Linked DNA regions of Mus musculus: region 2 is linked to region 1. Evidence: chromatin contacts called from public Hi-C data. All regions are on one chromosome and are shown on one strand. Each heading gives the region's core, a stretch centred on a gene start, on an enhancer-like site or on the middle of the called end of the contact. The rest is flanking DNA. Distances are from core to core; before and after follow the strand shown.

Region 1 (3,447 bases), core at 853-3,352:
TCGGAAGAGCAGTCGGGTGCTCTTACCCACTGAGCCATCTCACCAGCCCTCTTCTTTTCTTTTCTTATTGGATATTTTCTTTACTTACATTTCAGATGTTATCCCCTTTCCTGGTTTCCCTCCCTCCCAGAAACCCCCATCTCATCTTCCCTCCCCCTGCTTCTATGAGGCGTTCCTTCACCCACCCACACACTCACTCCCACCTCTCCACCCTCGATTCCCCTACACTCGGGTATCTATCGAACCTTCATAGGACCAAGGACCTCTCCTCCCAATGATGCATGACAGGGCCATTCTCTGCTACATATGCAGCTGGAGCCATGTGTACTTCTGTGTTGATGGCTTAGTCCATGGGAGTTCTGAGGGGGGGGGGTCTGGTCGGTTGATATTGTTGTTTAAAAATATTCATTTAAGTTTACATGGAAGTGTGTGTGTGTGCCTGCCTGTATGGGAGTGCAGTGCCTGTGAGCGGGAGCCTGAGATGGTCAGACGCATCGGGGCCCCTGGAAATGGAGCAAGGTTGTTTCGTGGCCATCTGGGAACTGAATGTAGTCCTGCAGAAGCAGTCACTGCTCTTAGCCCACGAGCCAGTTCTCCAGCTCTGGGTTTGTTTTTGTTTTTGTTTTTTTTAAAAACAGCCCTTGCTTCTTTGGAGACACCAGCTGTGACTATATACTGTGAATACTTTTGAGACAAGGCCCCCTGTGTCCCAGGCTGGCCTGAGATAGATCTCTGTGCGGCTGAGGATGTCCTTAAACCCATCTTCCTCACTCTGCCTCAGCGGGTTGGGGTTATAGGCTCCACCACTCCTCATGTATGAAGTGCAAGCAATCCAATCCGGCACTTCCTGCCTCTAAGGCAGGCATTTTACTGACTGAGTTACATCCCTCATGTTATTCTTCGGGCAGCTGAAGTTGAGCCAGTTGAGCCATAACTCCTACCTCAGAGAACAAACTGATGGGTCTGTGTACCTAGTCTGCCTCCTAGTCTCTTCAGAAGATGGAGACCTGCCTCTGTCTGCCTGAGTGTTCCCACTCTGTAGTTTCTGAGACCCCCAAGACTCTACTCAGTCCACCAGCACTCTAGCGTCAGGCCCCTGGATCAGTGACGCAGAACCCTGAGGCTTCCTCAGCAACTCTGTGTACCTCACACCAAGCCATTCGCGCCTTCGTGCATCTGTTTGGGTTTGAAGCTGTGGACCGAGAATTAGTCCCGAGGCTTCAGACCTGTTCTGGAGAAATGATACCCTAATCTCCCCACCCCCACCCCTTGACAAATGACGGTTTTATTTCATCTGAGTGGAAAAGCCTTTCCCTCAGGACCGATCGAGCTGTGATGCTGTGTCAGGAAGCTGAACATAAGCAGCAAAGGAGTTTGCTTTTCTTAGACACAATAAAAACTGCCTGTTCCCAAGCAGTGAGATGCCCCCAGCATTGGAAAGGTGGTTTGCCAATCTTTAGGCATTCAGTATACACTTGGTGAATGTGGCCAACTGAATACTAGTTATCAATGGATGGGTGGAGGGAGAAAAGAGGGAAGGAGAATGGGAAGGGGGCAGAGGAGAGGGCTGTCAAGAAAAAAAAAATTTGCTCACACCCCCCCCCCCGACCCCCCGGCCCGTTTCTGACTCTAGAATATCAAGATTGCATATACAGTCAAACAGCTTTGCCAAACTTGGTTTGTCAGGCAATTGCCTCACAGGTCCTGGAATGCGTTTTTTTGTCATCCGGAGTCCCCTCCCCTCAACAAGCTCAAGCTATTCTAAGCGCTAATTTATTTGTTGTTGATTTCATCACTCGCGTTCCTTCAGCCCCCTCAAAACCCTCACTCTCCCCTAGCCTGTCACCTCACCCCAAGCACACCACCCACCCGGAGCAAGAGCTCAAGGCCGTGCTGTTCTCCTGGCCCACAGAGCCCAGTCCGGACCACACATCCGACCCCCCTCGGAAAGAGGGAGAGATCCCCGCCGCTCCGTTTTGTTTCAATGGTCTGTGCAGCCAGCTATGCTCGTTTCCCCAAAGGCTGCCCCTCATTAGCATGAACGGGGGTGGGGGTGTGTGTGGGGGGAGAGGAAGCGAGCCAAAGCCCTCGCTGCGTTTTCCAGCCTGGGGAACCCTGTCTACAAAAATGACAGCTCGAGCCCTCTGGCTTCTCTGTTTGATCGTCGGATGGTCCCCCGAAGCCCCGGTGGCGGAGAGAAAAGGTGAGGTCGCTAAAATGCAGCGCCCCAGGGATTGGGAAAGGGGCGAGACGCAGGGCGGGACGAGCCAAGGGTCAGAGCCTGCGGGACAGGCGACTCCGGGTCTGCGTGCGTGCCAGAAAGCAGCGACAAGGGTCTCCCAATATTTCATGTCCCTTGGCAGCCTTTTCAGAAGGAAAGACGGGTTCAGCTGCTGAAATGATCTCGTGCGAGCCAGGCAAGCTGGAGAAAACTTTGCATGTTAAATAGCTGCATCCGGAGGAGGGAAAGTGTCAAAAGGGGTCGCGGCGCGCTGTGGACAGGCTCCCAGGCTTGGGATGGTGACACAGGCCAGCAATGGTGCGACAACTCTGGGCATTCTACTCCTCTCTCGCAGCTCTGGTATAGCCTCTGGTATACCTGAACCTTGATAACACTCTCTCTCTCTCTCTCTCTCTCTCTCTCTCTCACACACACACACACACACACACACACACAAATCAGGCAGTCTTGGCCAGGTGGTGTTTTTGTTTTGCTATTGTTAGGATATTTTGCTCATCTTACTGTCTCTGGGAATAATAGCTTCCACACCTAACTGGGCAATTTATTTTAGGTCATTTTATTGTTGTTGTTCCACACGGAAATTGAACGACTTCATTGGCATTTAACTCCACATTAGACCATCTTTTCCATGACAACAGATGGTGGTCTAGAGGGGAAGCAGCTGAGGTCAACAGTTGACAGGAGTTGGATAGCCACCAGAACTTTATCTATCGGCTATGCATGGTGTGCAGGTTTAACATAGGGAGGGAGTCAGATCCAATGGCTTTGCAAAAACACAAACTGTGTAACTAACCATTCCTGCTGGGAGAAAGCTGATTTTTTAAGATTATTCATTTGGCAAGATGCATCATTATAAAGGAAGTGCTGTCAAGGCTGCAAGGGGCACAACAAGCTCTTTAATGCAAACGAGGGAAAGTAGGTTGTGGGGCTGTGCTTGGCTGAAGGAGCACTGGGAGGTGGTGAGATTGCATCCCTGGACATGCAAAGTTGCCCAGACTTGAAGCTGTGCTCCAACCTGTATGCAGAGCTGAAGAAAATCATTAATAAAATTTAAAAAGGTGTATTGATATTCGGGAGATTTCCTAATGGGGAGGGGTAATGCTTTTATAATTACTCAGGGGCCTCTGCCTCCCAGCCAAGCTTTAAAAACCCCTTCTAAGCTGTTGTTTACTACTAAGTGGTGTCCAAGAAGCCAGATAAAAAAA
Region 2 (3,454 bases), core at 58-2,557, 8.5 Mb after region 1:
GTGATGCATCTGAGGTTAAATTTTCTAAAATGGCATTATTTCCTGTCATCGCCCAAATTTGTCGCTTCCCATAAACACCAGTGTCCTTTCTCTTTTCAAAGCTACAACTACTAGAGTCGGTTTGGGGTGGGAGTGAGAAAACCATACCTTGTATTTCAAATTTTACTGCTACCTTCTTGATAAAAGTTAGCAAACTCTGCTCAATGATATCAAATGAACATATCTTTAAAAAAAAAAAACCGAACACACTCAACTGAGGGATATCCCGAGTCTCCCTTTTTACATCTTCCGATTAACGTTCGACTATATAACTGCTTCATTTTCAGTTCAGAGCTTATTTTCCCCCTCTCCTTTGCTGTCATGGCTGCAATACAGTCTTCGTGCAAGTATTCCCGTACATTGCAACCCCAACAGCAGTTCAGCAAATCAAATGTTTATGTCCAAGGATTCGATTCGTCCATCCTGTGTCCCCCTCCAAATAGAGTCGGGGCCAGAGAGTGCCCTGCCCTGGACTGATGCTGGTCCCCTAGTCCGCAGCCAAGAGTAGCCCGTGCCTCCGAGGGCGCGTTCTCAAGTTGAGCCCGTGTCTCTCTGCTCGCACCTAAGCCTCCAACCACAACAAGCCACATGGTTCCCGCCAGGGTGCGGGTTTCTGGGCGCACGGCGGAGAGCGCAGCCCCTCCCCCGCGGGCCCCTTGGGCCTCGAGCCGGACCGACTCTGGAATCCCCCACTCGGGGTTGCCGGAGCACACACCACCGATCCGGCGCGGCCCCAGCCCCGAGAGGGAAACCCCGGGCCGCACGACTCCCGCCTTCGCCGCCGCCCCAGACCCCGCGCGCCCAACGCTTTCCTTACACGCGCCGGGCGCCGCCGAGGAGCCAGCGCGGGGCCGCCGGGCCCGCGGGCTCCCGCGAAGCGCCGCCTGCCCGCCTCGCGCCGCGCCGCGCGCGCTCCGAGGGCCTGGGGGCGGGGGAGGGCGCCGGGCCTCCTCGGGCGCGGGCGGGAGGAAGAGAGCGAGAGAGGAAAATGGCGCGGAGCGCCGGGCCTGAGCCGCCGCTGGCCCCGTGGGGGGCCCCGGGCAGGCAGGGAAGCCCGCGGCGGGCTTCGGCCGGACCCCGGGCCGCGCCACCCACCGGTCCGCACGGTGAGGCGCAGCCGGCCGCCGCGAGCTCACCTTGGGTTTCTCGTCGGCCATGGCGAGCGCCGGAGTCTCCTCAGCTGCCGCTTCACAAAAGAGGCACCGGGTCCGCACTGAGGGAGCGCACAAGCAGCACCAGGAGCGGCAGGAGGAGGCGGCAGCGGTGGACGAGGCAGAGGGCGCGCGCACGTCGTGCGCTTCCCTCCCCCCGCCCTGCGTGCGCGAGCACGAGCATCCGGGGCTTCTCATTGGCTGCCGCTTCGCGGGAGCGCGCAACGCTTACATAACCACCCCTCCTCCTCCCCCCCACGGCCCGCGCCTCCGCCGCCTGGGCCAGGCGCCCGCCAGGTCGGCGGGAAGAGGCGCGGACACGCGCACCAGTCCCGCCGCGGGGGCGCGCCTGGCTCTGGGCGGGGCTGTATTGTCCTCCTTCTTTGGTGGAGCATAATCAAAATGGCTTCCAGCTGGTCCTCGGCGAGGACAGGAAGGCGCGTGGCCTTAGACGTGGGGTGAGCCTAGGTCGAGAACGGAAGGCCAACTCCACGTAGAAGGGGGCATCTCCATCAAAAAAGCAGCAGCGGGTTGTGAGAAAAACTCCTGTTCAGTAGGACAAATGCAACTCCCCCCTGCACATCAAACTTCCCAGTCCCTTCGTCCTTCCCCATCAACCAGCTTCCCACCCGGGAGCCTCAAATGTCTTCCAACCTGTTGGGAACCCTACTCTTGCTGTGGAAAACTGTTCTTATAGCCACTCAAAGGATTCCTTGCTTGTGGCCTGCCTCCCAACTTCCAGAGAACACAGTCCATCAGGGGAGCCGACCCAACCTGAAGCTCACGGGCCCATCAATCATTTCGTCCCTTAATCCAGTACAAAGTAGGAGTAGGATCCTCGCATTTGAAGAAAATCCTGCCCTCTGCTGTGCATGCCACCCTGTGGCTCTCACTTGGTGTTTTTATTTCCTGTACCCCTGTATTTTCTTCTACTACTGTGTTCCCACAGAGGGGGGAAATACCACGATTACATTACCACCATAGTGCTTCTTCTCGACCAAACAGCTTGAAAAAATGCCCATGCCAGCTGCTCCACCCCCTCAACTCCCACTCACTCCTCAATCCACTGCAATCTGTTGTTGTCCTCTTAGCTCCACTAGAACTCTCCACAAGGTCACCTTTGCTGAAACCAGTAATACGTCCCGTTTCTCACCCCTACTCAACTCCCTTCGACTCTGCACAAAACAGGCTTTTTTTTTCTGTCACCTTAGGCCAGTGGTAGCACACCTTAATCTTTTTTTCTTTATTAAACTTTATTTTAATTGTTTCTTTGAGTTTTAGTACAGACTTTTTCTGGTTTTTGGGTTTTTTTGTTTTTTTGTTTTTTTTTTTTTTTTTTTTGGTTTTTCGAGACAGGGTTTCTCTGTATAGCATTGGCTGTCCTAGAACTCACTCTGTAGACCAGCCTGGCCTCAAATTCAGAAATCCCCCTGCCTCTGCCTCCCAAGTGCTGGGATTAAAGGCATGTGCCACCACTGCAGCTAGTATAGACTTTTAAAAATTACTATATTTCCTCTACAGGGACGTATGAATCCCTTCCAATATCATCTACTTTCTAAACTCTCCTTTTCTAACTTTTTTTTTAATCCTCCTTGCATGTCTGTGGTGGCATAGGTGTTTAATCCCAGCACTAGGGAGGCAGAGGCAGGTGGGTCTCTGTGCTCTAGGCCGGACAGGTCTACAGACTGAGTTCCAGAAAAGCCAGGGCTACACAAAGAAACCCTGTTTTGAGAAACAAAAACAAAAAGATAAAAATTAAAAAGAAGACAGACAGGGCAACACAGAGAAACCCTGTCTCGAAAAACCAAAAATAAATAAATAAATAAATGAATAAATAAATAAAAGAAAAAGAAAAATTCCTTCTTTTGGGCGGGGCCTAGTGACACAAGTCATTTTAATCCCTACACTAGGAAAGCAAGATAAACAGATCTGTGTGTATTTGCGTATTCCAGATAGGCTGACAGCCAAGGCTACACAGTGAGACCCTGTCTTTGTGTGCCCATCTGGAGGTCAGAGGGTAACTTGTAGGCTTTGGTCTTTTCTTCCATTTTGTTGGTTCTAGGGACTAAAGTCAGCTTATCAGACTTTCTAACAAGGAAGCATCTCACCAGCCCCAAAGCTGTGACTTTTTTTTTTTAAATCAAGTCCCAACAACCACATGGTGGCTCACAACCATCCATAATGAGATCTGACGCCCTCTTCTGGTGCATCTGAAGACAGCTACAATGTACTTAGATATAATAATAAATAAATCTTAAGAAAGA

The links. A called contact is a pair of places that touch in the nucleus more often than the background predicts.
Region 2: a contact with region 1 is called in a Hi-C map of myocytes, with 5 times the contacts expected there. The contact joins the promoter of Sumo2 here to the promoter of 1810010H24Rik in region 1. A contact is called at or near these places in 1 of 39 promoter capture datasets (maxillary cranial neural crest) and 1 of 484 Hi-C or Micro-C datasets (myocytes).

Annotation. Positions count from the first base shown.
Region 1 is chr11:107,023,767-107,027,213 of GRCm38.p6, forward strand. 1810010H24Rik (RIKEN cDNA 1810010H24 gene) reads left to right here and starts at 2,103. Exons shown (of 4, transcript NM_001372502.1): 1 at 2,103-2,203. The coding sequence starts at 2,128.
Region 2 is chr11:115,534,923-115,538,376 of GRCm38.p6, forward strand. It overlaps Sumo2 (small ubiquitin-like modifier 2), which reads right to left and starts at 1,308. Exons shown (of 4, transcript NM_133354.2): 1 at 1,176-1,308. The coding sequence starts at 1,196.